Regions from separate parts of the Gossypium hirsutum genome. Here regions 2 and 3 are each linked to region 1. The links are chromatin contacts, called in public Hi-C maps. All regions are on one chromosome and are shown on one strand. The core of a region is the stretch at or near the end of the contact, and the rest is flanking DNA. Distances in the headings are between cores, read along the strand shown.

Region 1 (3,769 bases), core at 812-3,311:
TGCAAAATGGCATAAACTTTGACATTTACAAAACAAATATAAGGGTGTCATTCGGCATTAAAATTGTTTCAGTTTCATTTGCTAAAACTTGAGATCATATAACTTGACAGGCAGCATGACTAAAGCTGAAATATACCACATCAAAAAATGGAAATCCTACAAAAAGAAAAACATTCTAGTACACAAGTTGTGGTTCAAATTCAGCAAAATCAACAGATCCAGATTCGATCGGCGGCATCAGATACGTAGCTAGGAGCTCTGAAGCCAATGCTGCAATTAATGGAATCCTCTTCAAGTTCTTCACCAATGGAATATCAGAGGTCTCCCCAACAGCAAGCAACTGTTCATTGATCTCAACCATTTTGTCCAACCTTCTCTTGAACTCTGGATTCTCCACATCCAGCACAGCAGGGAAAATCCTGGCTGTTGTGCGGTTTGTCTGTATGCAAGAAATTTCATTATTAACAAGTAAATGATGACCAAAACTCTAGAGTTCATCATATGTTATATGCCAAGGTCTTATAGAATGACAGTGGAACCAGAATCTAACCTCAATGATGACATGCATGTCAAATTCTTTGGTGTCGAGTCCAATGCCCTCATAGAAAGCAGTGCGCTGACAGTCGTTGAGGTACATAGTAACATACACCTGCAGGACAAATTTGTTAAATTTGAAGGCTATGTAGGATTGATATAAGTAACAAAAGAGCTGTACGCGATCAAAGATGATATGGAAACAAATGGATTACCGAGAGGCAGAAAAATCTAGACCATAGCTTAGCCTTCCAATCATTAAGGAATTGAGGCTGTGCCTTGAGCAATGCAGAGAAGAAATCACCGTGACGGTTTTCATCCTGGCACCAGTTCTCAAAATACTTGAAAATAGGATAACATTGGTACTCTGGGTTTTCTTTGAGATGCCTGTAGATTGTAATGTATCTCCAGTACCCAATTTTCTCAGATAAATAAGTGGCATAGAAAATGAACTTTGGCTTGAAAAAAGTGTACTTCCTGGCTTTTGTCAAGAAGCCAAGGTCTAATGCCAAATTGAAATCGGATAAACCCTTGTTCAGAAACCTGTAGTCAATCAAATGGTAAACTTATTTGGGTTTTTTGTTAATGGATTGGCCATAAATAAAGGGAAAAGTATGACTGTGACTGTGCTTACCCGGCATGCCTGGCTTCATCCCTTGACATAAGAGAGAAAATCTCAGCCACAACTGGATTGGTTTTCTGTAGTATCAAATATTAGGGAAACAAATGAATATGAGGGGAGAAAAAGAGGGTTGTGAAAGACTAAAATGAATATTACCTTCAGCCTCCTTCCAAGTTCTTTGTAGAGGAGAAAACCAGAGAACTCAGCAGTACAAGACCTCTCCAAGAACTCAACGAAGATTTGTCTCAAAGGACCATCAATCTTATCAGCAGCTTCTTTGAACTCCTTGTTCCTTACAAAGTGAGTCTGATTGTAATCAGTCTTGAACTCTTGCAGCAGTGCCTCAAATTCGGACTGGTTAAGGTTCTTGTTAATCTCAGTGTTGAAAAGCGCCTCCATTTCATCAAAGTCGGTTGTGTAAAACCTTGGTGTCAAAAGGGTCTCTTTGATGGCGGTTTTGGCAGCTTTCTTGCCACCCTTCGCGGCGGCCTTTGTTGTTGACTGGGAAGTAGATGACATTCTGACGGTGGTGAACTTCCCATATCGGGAGTTGCTAAAAATTGGACTGCTTGTACTGAATTTGGAGATAGGCTTCACAAGGGCCATCTCCGTTGCCATTTTTTCTTTGTTTTCAGTGGTAGAGACAGAAGAAACAGAGCAGAGGACAGTGGGTTAAGCTATTTTGTTTTATAGTGGACTAACAGTTGATTGAATCTCATCCAACGAAATCTGTGTCTGTGAATCGAAACCTGACACGTGTGATATCCTATAGCAGTTCTTAATTACTCTGTTTGTTTCTGATTATGGGCTGTATGGCTAAGGATTTGTGGTCTACCTTTCATGCCGCTTGATTTTAGTCCATAACCCAAATATCTCTCCCCATCCTTCCTCTTCTTCTCAATCCCCACCACTCTCGCAACGAGGAGCGAGTAAAATTTATTTGATTAAACTATTAAAATAGTTACTTTTTTATTTTAGATTATATTTTGATTATTTATATTTGAAATGTTACGTTTTAGTCACTTATGTTATAATGTTATAATATTAGTGTTAATTTTCATTAACACTATAACGGTAAACTAATGTGGCACGTTAAATCATCATTTTAAACGAAAATTTTAGGTTAAATTTTAGCTCTAAATGAAAAAATATAGGGACCAATTATATAATTTAACTTAAAATTTTTATTTAAAATAATGATTTAACATGTCTTGTTAGCTTATCGTTACACCTTTAACGATAATTGACTAAAATGTTACAATACGCTAACATAAGTGATGAAAATGTAATATTTCAAACATAAGTGACTAAAATATAACATGAGATAAACAAAAGTGACTATTTTAATAGTTTATCCAAATTCTTAAACCCATTAAATAAATCAATTTAATCTTAATTAATTTATTCCATCGATTTTCAATTTTAATCGAATAAATTAAAATTAAATTTTAATTATTAAATCCTAAATCTCTATTCATAACAAAGCCCAGAATAAAATAAATATTTAATACTCAATATCTTAACACCCAACAATACTCGTATAAAGTCAAACCTTACTTCAAAGTTAGCTTAATTTCTGAAATAAATAAATAGATCTAATTACTCCAACATATATAAAAATTACAATTAATTTAAATTAAATGAGATAAATATCAAATTTATATATAAATTTTTATTCAATTTGTAATTTGATATATGATTTTTATTTCTAATGAGAAACACACTTTAGGAAACAAGAATGAGTAATTCTTCCATATATCATTTAACAAAGCAATATCCAACGATATATATACAAGCCATAGTTAATAGTTGAATAACAACAACTGATCAGTAACAGACTAACGAACTGCTAACTATACAAACAAACTAACTGCTAACAGCCACAACCATTAATTCCTTAATATGCCTCCAGCTTTCTCATGACTGATGACGGACCAGGTTTAACAATAAGCTTGAGACATGACCTGAACTTTGTAAACAAAGGCGCAGACAAAGGCTTAGTGAATACATCAGCTATTTGCTCTTGAGCGGGAACATGTCCTACTTGCAATCGCCCAGCAGCAACTCTTTCTCTGACAAAGAAGAGATCTAATTCCACATGTTTGAATTTCGAATGAAGAACGGGATTAGCAGAAACAGCAACAGCTCTAGAGTTATTGCACCAAACAGCAGCTTTGCGAGTAGGAAAGATATGCAGCTCAGAGAGGAGAGACTCGAGCCAAACCATTTCAGTGACAGTGTGAGCAAGACCACGATATTTTGCTTCAGCAGTGGACCTGGAGACTACTTTTTGTTTCTTGGATCCCCAGGCAACCGGATTCCCTCCGAGAAATACACAGAACCCGATAGTAGATCGTCTATCATCCACATCAGTTCCCCAATTAGCATCCAAGTAACCTACTAAATCTAGATTGGCAGCTTGAGTAAAATGCAAACCATAATCCATGGTGTTTTAAAGGTACCGAAAAATATGTTTCACAGCCTTAAAGTGCTGATCTAAAGGTTGATGCATGAATTGGCAAACCTTGTTGACAGCAAAAGCGATATCAGGCCTGGTGATGACCACGTACTGTAATGCACCCACAATACTTCTGTAATCCGATGCATTCTCCA
Region 2 (3,769 bases), core at 770-3,269, 230 kb before region 1:
ACGTCAAGAGACCACAGCCAAATGTTAAATGAAAGGCATCAGATACCAGACCTGAAAAGACAAGCATAGAAACAAAATGATTAACAGAAAAAAACTGTAACTATAAAACGAGGAATCCTAAAAACCTGATACAAACTAAAATCAACAAGGAATTTTACTCAACCAGGGATGATATTTTCAAGCATTATACTCGATTTCACACAAAGAATTAAAGACATCAAATTCAAAGCAAATTGTTCAAAAAATAATAAAGAACAATTGAACACTTAGAAATAGGATCACAAAATTGTGAAGATAAAAGCATTTACAGCCATAAAGAATACATGCCATCCATAGTAATACTTTGGGATGTTTGGTTCACAGAATGCAAAATTACCTTGGGTAATGAGATTACTTGACATATTACCGGGTATTTTGCATTGCACTGATTGGTTTATTTGGGTAGAACTTAAGATTTTGCTATTTGATTGACAGGACGGAATGTAAGATTACCTAAAAGCATATTTTACTAAATTATCCTTATAGAATTTGCTTTCTTTTATTGTTTACTACACAAAGGTTGAAAGCTTATAGCATTCTATTTTACTAATAAATGAATGCATTTCTCTAATAAAATAATTTCAATTCTCTTTTCTCAAAAAAAAAAAAACTAGAATCAAGGAGTGATAAGCAATTAGGGTTTTCTTTAAACTAAAAGTGACAGGGAAAAGAAATAAGAAAAATATGTTCTTTTATTATTAAAACATGTTACTTGTTATGCTTTAAAAGCAAATTTGACCAAAATGACAAAAAAAATGGTAAATTGTTATAAAAGTAATATTTTGGACAGAATGCAATGGACAAAATGTAATATGATTAATAGCTCAAGCTCAGGATAATGTTTGAAATCCAAATGCAAGTACCCTGTTATGGAATCTCACATTACCCCAAGAATGTTACATTGCTTGAACCAAGCGCACCCATAGAATATGATCATTTTAGTTTATAGTCGACAATAAATTTTAAAATTGAAAAAGTGAGGGGAAAAAAATAAAAGTTTGCGTCAACACAGGTAGAAGCTTAGTTCAATTGCAAACTATCAAAACTAGGAAAGAAAATTATAGCTGAGAATGCTAAAAAGCAGTTAATTAGCGAGCAAATACCGTTATTACATAGAAATAGCATGTCCAATTGATACTTGAGCTGTTCTTTGTCCATATTTATTAGCCAAAACTCTTTCGTATACAAATAAATATCCTAATTTAATCACAAACCGATAAAACTACAATCACAATTTATGCATATAAATGCGAAAACCAAGCATAAAAGATATCAGAATCTCACCGATACGACCCGTAAAGAGCCCAATCGCCAACTCAGCCGTAGAATACGCCACATTAAGTGAAATCATAATCAGCAACCTCTTCATTTGGCGATTACCAGTTCTCATAGCCCGAAAAACCCAGAAAACCGAATCGAAAACCAAGAATTTATCAGCCGATCCTTTGGCATCGAAATTTCCTTCCGTTGAATGGTCAACAGAGTAAAACCCTGGGGGTATATCGATGCTTGAAACATTCCTCGATAAGAAAGGCTTGGAGGAACCATTGGAAAAGCTGGGCGTTTGAGGATCTCTCATCGACTGTTTAAACGATGATTGCCGCGAAAACGCGTAACGCCGATCGCTTGCGTTGCTGATTCCGAATTCGGCATTCCATGGATAAGGTGATTCGGGCTCCTGAGAGGAGTATTTGAAAGATTTGTTTTTCTCCATTTTTTTAAAAAAGAACAATAAAAACGATTTTTTTCCCTAAATGGGGGAAATTGAAATTAGTGCAAAATTTTAGGTATTCAGCGTTTTGCAATTGTTCGAATAAAAACGGAAGGGAAAGTCTGTTTTTTTCCGAAAAGAAGGACTTGGGAGGGGGGCGGATCGAAGTAAACGGAGGGATTAGGTTACACTACATTAATGCCTAGAGTAGCTAGAAATGAATGCTGGGACCACCACAGGATTCACAACTTGCGATCCTTGATTGGATCATCCAAAGGTAGTACCAATAGAGCTTATGATACATATTTTTACACGTTTTCTAACCAATTGGCTGCCTTAAAGGACCTGTTCACCAACTTAGGTTGGCTCCTTCAGTTTGGTAGACTTTGGTCAAGTGGAATTTAGATAATTATTTTTTTTGGGTAAATTGCACCTAAAGTGATTAAATTATTAATAAGTTTACATTTTGGTCACTCAAATGGTTATCAAATTATTCAAAAGTTTTTATTTAAATTATTGGGCTATTAAGTTTAAATCTAGCTAGTGAGCTCCAAGCAACAATTTGACAATCGGTACGATGAATCAATATCTATTGACCAATAAAATAACATACGTTAGATCTAAGTTGATCTAATAGTTAATGTTAGAGATTAAAGAAGAAAGTTGTTTAAATTTTTATTAACAGATTCACGATGTTCAAAAATATTTCATGAAAAAGAAATTGAACTATAGAAAAAAAGGGAATAGAAGCTTTCGATTGATATAGACGGTGTAAAGAGATAGAACCATGCAACAATAATTTTAACAGCCCAGTGGAATAATATAGTGACATTTTATAATTTTTTAAAATTTAGTGATCAATACATAAACTTAATTTAAAATATTATATTTTAATATATTATTAATAAATAAATAAATAGTAAAATATGCCATTGGGCTTGAAAATTTTTCAATTGGATTGCAGCCTGAATCGACTCCCAAGTTTGGAGAATAAAAGCGACTCAACATGTAGATTAAGAGATATTAAAGTTATTTGTGCATGATAAATAATTAAATGCTACTAGTAGGCTTTTATTTCAATTCAACTATATTTATGTATCTGGTTTATTTAATAATTTAAATTGGAATTCCGTTAAAAATAAAATAATTTATTGATAGCATATATATATAGAGGGTGTTTGGTAAACAGAGTTTTGGGTTTTTTCTAACTAATTTGGATATAAATGGAAGATTGAGTAGTCAAACCCTATAATTGCAGTATTCGGCGAATGAAGATTTGCAAAAGCTTGTTAAGCTAAAAACTCCAAAATAAAAAAAGATGGATTAGTAACTTTTTTCACAGTTGATTAGAAATGAGATATGTGAAATGATATATCTGACCATACTTGTTTAAAAATTACTCCTTTTGCCATATTCTCTTATCTTCATTTTCTCCTCCAAAGTCCAAAGTAAATTTTAAAAATATTCAATAATTAATTTCCATAATAAATGTTTTAATTCCTTGCTAATAGTCTTTTATTTCAATAATTTCACCCAATAAAAATTAAAGTATTATAAACAAATAAATACTTAACAATAAAATGTATCATGCCCTTATTTTTCATTTTACACATATCAGCTTTCAACTATAAATTAAGTTTTTACCAACCACTTTTAAATAAACAGTTAATAGAATCATTTAGTTAAACTAGCGATTGCAATCAGTAATTAGCCAATTGCTTTTAAATTTATTTGAATTCAAATTTTATTTAATAAATTTTTCTATTAAATATTACTAAAATATTTCTAAAATAATTAATGCTAATTCTTTTGTTTACTTAATTGATTCTTATGGTTTATGACATGTTGTGCGTATTTCTAAAATAATAAGTAATTTTGTTATTTGATATTATTTTTTTGAAAAAAACAACATTAAAGTATAATTTTATTTTATTTTACAAAATAATATTAAATATTAGTTGATATACTTCTTGACACAAACCCATCAATTTTAAATGAATTTCTAATAGGAAATTTAAA
Region 3 (3,769 bases), core at 379-2,878, 140 kb after region 1:
AGTTATCATCAACAAATCAACTCTTAAACTTGCTTAAGTTAATTCTACAGTTTATCAAGCCTCATTTTCAATTGTCAATATCTTAGCTCATTCTTATGGCACTAGTAGACTTATTTTGTCAAATTTCTTCGATTCTTAATGAAAATTTATTTTATGATGCACTTTCAGCTGTGCATGACTTAGAAATTTTTGTTGGAAAATTGTTTATGATGAAACATGTCCTCTTAAATCTCAACGTGAAGCTAGATTCCATTGAAAAAAATGATAGCAACATTTTATAAAAACAACATAAAAGTTATCGCACTACAATTGGGAATTCATGTACGAACGCTAAGCTATTCTTCAAACAAACTATTCTAGCTCAGCAATAAGCAATCACCAACTTAATGAACTCTAAGCAAAAGCTTAAAACTCCGATCAAATAACATATACTTATATTTATGAGATTTTTTCTAAAAGCATAGGCATTATATTGCAATAATAATGCGACCATAACTATCACTAAAGAAATAAAATATCATAAGAAGACAGCATATAAATTAATGCAAATATCATATCATACCAAAGGCAATAAGGGATGGGATAGTAAAATATAATCAAAATCGCATTTGAAAATTATCATGTCGATGTGTTTACATTGAATCTTGTGGCTAGTAATTTTAAGAAACAAGAAGGTATGAGAACGCAAAATATAACTGAATTACTTCAATCAAGCAATTTGGAGATTGTTAGGATTTGTGCCATTAGTCCCATGCTTTTGTCATAGCCTACTTGTAATTGTCTAAATTGATTGAATAAATTGTAAAATCACCACGTGATTATCTAATATTCTTTGTATGGTTGTCTTCAATGGTTTTTTTATACATATAAAGTAAAATGAAAAAGCAAATATTGGTTTAGTGATTACACATGGTTTAACTCATATTAAGTTGTGTTATATGATCGAGTTATAATGCAATAAGATAATTTATATTAATAGGTAATCCAAATTATCCGTGGTTAATGAAATTAGTTTGAACAAATTATTCATGTTAGGATTATTACATTGTCTATAAGTTTAATTGGGGAGATAACTTGCATGGATATCAAAGTTGGATTGACTCCCAAAAATAGAAACAAATGTAATTGTTTAGATTAACAATACATCAGATACCTAATTTTAATTTATCTTATATTCATTTGTCGATTTATCTATTTGTGGTGTTAATGATGTGACTTACCTAAATTCTAAATAAGTGAATGACCATATGAGTATAACTCAATTGCTTTAATATATTGAAAACGTGTACTCTTAAGGTAGCGGATCAAAAATTGGTAAGTTACATACATGACTCAGGCATGACATGACTTTATTCACAATAGCAGAATTATAACCTGCATAAAAGAGTAAATGATATCCTTTCATTAGCATTGTAATTAATAGACAAATACATAACTTAATCCCAAATAATCTTTTTTTTTAAATCAATTGACTGAGTATATTATTAGAAAAGAATAGAAAAAAGACAAAAAGACCCAACAAAGACCCTTGAGCCCAGGCCTATTACATCAAACCTAATTCAAATCCGGCCCCATTATTTTATGGATTAATAAAGCCCTCCTAAAAAGCTGTAAAAAAAACGTAACTTAGAAGAAACAATAAACAATAAATGCGTCTGAATAAAAACATGAAACTAATTGTCTACTCAGTCATCTCAAACGGCTGGCCTCCACTACCATTAATTGAGTTGTCATTTCCAAGCCCCTATCCGTTTTGACGATAGCAATACCAAGGATAAAGCTTTTATTTACTATCCATTTTTTGAAATCAGATTCTTCATCCTCTCCTTCAGTCTGGCCTTCGTGCCCATCTTTCCTTCGAGACTAAAGGGTGCCGATTCACCTCCTCTCCTACCAGGTAAGGGATCTCTCCGCTTTGAGTGTGCATTTGCGAATCTGTGTGTTTTCCAGTTCCCTGATCTATGGATGTGCTTAAAGATAATTTCTTGAAAGCATGAATTCTTATTCTGAATGTTTTTTATGATCGCTCCAATCTCTGATTTATCTGTTGAAGACATTTGGCATTTTTTAATTACGGTTCTAGAATCCCCCATTATTATAACCGATTGTATACCCATTGTTATCCCTAACTTTATACCTCCCAAGCATGTGAATGCTTCTGCTGTGAAAGGGGAAGGGATGTTGTTGTGAAGGGTCGATTTTAAAACCAGGAGTTCGCCCATCAGTCCCCAAACCACCAAACCTGTCGCTGATTTTAAGTTTCGGTTGTCGAACGCCGCATCAAACTGGATCGTTATTCTCGGTATATCCTCTTGAACTCTGTAATTTTTACTTATGTTTAAAGGGTCTGAGTTTCTCTCACTCTTTCATTTTCTGCAATATACCCTTGTATTCGTTGGACAAGTTCTCTCCCTGTCGTCTCTTTCCTCTCGTGCATGAGCTGATTTCTGGAGAACCAGATTAGCCATAAAGCAATACAGAAAATGCGGCATTGGTTCTCAGTTCCTCTCTTGAAAACCCAGGTGAGCCACTCTCATAGAATTTGATTCATATTGTTCGTGACCCAAGATAGATGTAAACACTGCCACACTTCTATTGTTACAGGACATTGTCTGAAAATATGAGGACTGTCTTCAACCCCAACATGGCAACGGGGGCATCTGTCACTTACAGTAATCCTTCTATATCTGAGATTTGCTAGATGGGGGATGAAATCCCAAGAGATTCGCCAGATAGTTATAGTAATTTTTGAAGGAAGTTGTAAACCCCATAATTTTTTGTAAAAATTTGTAGTTTCGGTTTGTAATAAGTAATTACTAGGATCCAAATTAGCCCCTTGTAATAGTTTGTAGGCACTTCGAACTGAGAATTCCCCAGACGGTTCTTCTTTCCAGACTTGAATATCTTCATGATCCGTCTCTGCAAGTGGGATTTGTAAAATTTTCTTCACAGTTTCCGTTGAAAAAGTATCATAGATCAGCTCCGTCTTCCACTTTTTTATTTTGAATGTCGATGAGATCTGAAACTGACTGTAACTCCTCATTTTCTGTTCTGTTATGTCCTTCCACTCTGTCGATCCCCTGAATCCACCTATCGTCCCAGATTGAAATGTTATCCCCTCTGCCTACTCTCCAGCACAGCTCTCTTTGGAGAAGTCCCTTGGAAGCCTAAATACTCTTCCAGGTAAGTGAAGGTAAATTTCCCAACTCTGCATTTAGAAAATTTGATTGCGGATAATATTTTACTTTTAAAACTCTGGCCAATAATGAATTCGGATAAGTAATAAGACGCCAACCTTGTTTGGCTAATAACGCAATATTGAATTGACCAAAATTTCGAAAACCTAATCTACCATTTTCTTTCAAAAAACAAAGATTTTTCCTAACGCACCAATGAATGCCCTTTCTTCCATGTCCCTTTTGCCACCAGAACTTCGCAACGATACTTTCAAGTTCATTACATAGCTTTTTAGGTAATAAAAAACAAGTTATCATATAAGTAGGTATGGCCTGGAGAATGGATTTTATAAAAATTTCTTTTACGCCTTGAGATAAAAACCTACTGCTCCAATTATCAATATGTTTTTCAAGGCGATCCTTCAGATTTTGAAAAGATTCATTTTTCCTTCGACCCACCATATTCAGTAATCCTAAATATCGTTCTGGTTCGTTTAAGCTTCGGATCTCCATTAAGTTGGCAACTAATATTCTATCTTCCTCCGTAGTATTCCTACTAAAAAATACCGTTGATTTTTCAAAATTCACGCATT

Evidence for each region. Hi-C and Micro-C count contacts between places; a contact is called where the count stands out from the background.
Region 2: a contact with region 1 is called in a Hi-C map of leaf, with 2.0 times the contacts expected there. The contact joins the promoter of LOC107947789 here to the promoter of LOC107922564 in region 1. A contact is called at or near these places in 2 of 34 Hi-C or Micro-C datasets (leaf and petal).
Region 3: a contact with region 1 is called in a Hi-C map of leaf, with 1.7 times the contacts expected there. The contact joins the promoter of LOC107922021 here to the promoter of LOC107922564 in region 1. A contact is called at or near these places in 6 of 34 Hi-C or Micro-C datasets (hypocotyl, leaf and seedling).

The regions. Positions count from the first base shown.
Region 1 is chrA01:113,775,417-113,779,185 of Gossypium_hirsutum_v2.1, forward strand. It overlaps LOC107922564 (magnesium-protoporphyrin IX monomethyl ester [oxidative] cyclase, chloroplastic), which reads right to left and starts at 2,062. Exons shown (of 5, transcript XM_016852651.2): 1 at 1,313-2,062; 2 at 1,169-1,233; 3 at 750-1,077; 4 at 551-649; 5 at 51-439. The coding sequence starts at 1,774. The coding sequence ends at 176.
Region 2 is chrA01:113,547,807-113,551,575 of Gossypium_hirsutum_v2.1, forward strand. It overlaps LOC107947789 (metal tolerance protein C2), which reads right to left and starts at 2,020. Exons shown (of 10, transcript XM_016882312.2): 1 at 1,324-2,020; 2 at 1-51. The coding sequence starts at 1,753.
Region 3 is chrA01:113,916,005-113,919,773 of Gossypium_hirsutum_v2.1, forward strand. LOC107922021 (short integuments 2, mitochondrial) reads left to right here and starts at 1,629. Exons shown (of 11, transcript XM_041114050.1): 1 at 1,629-2,522; 2 at 2,605-2,966; 3 at 3,103-3,183.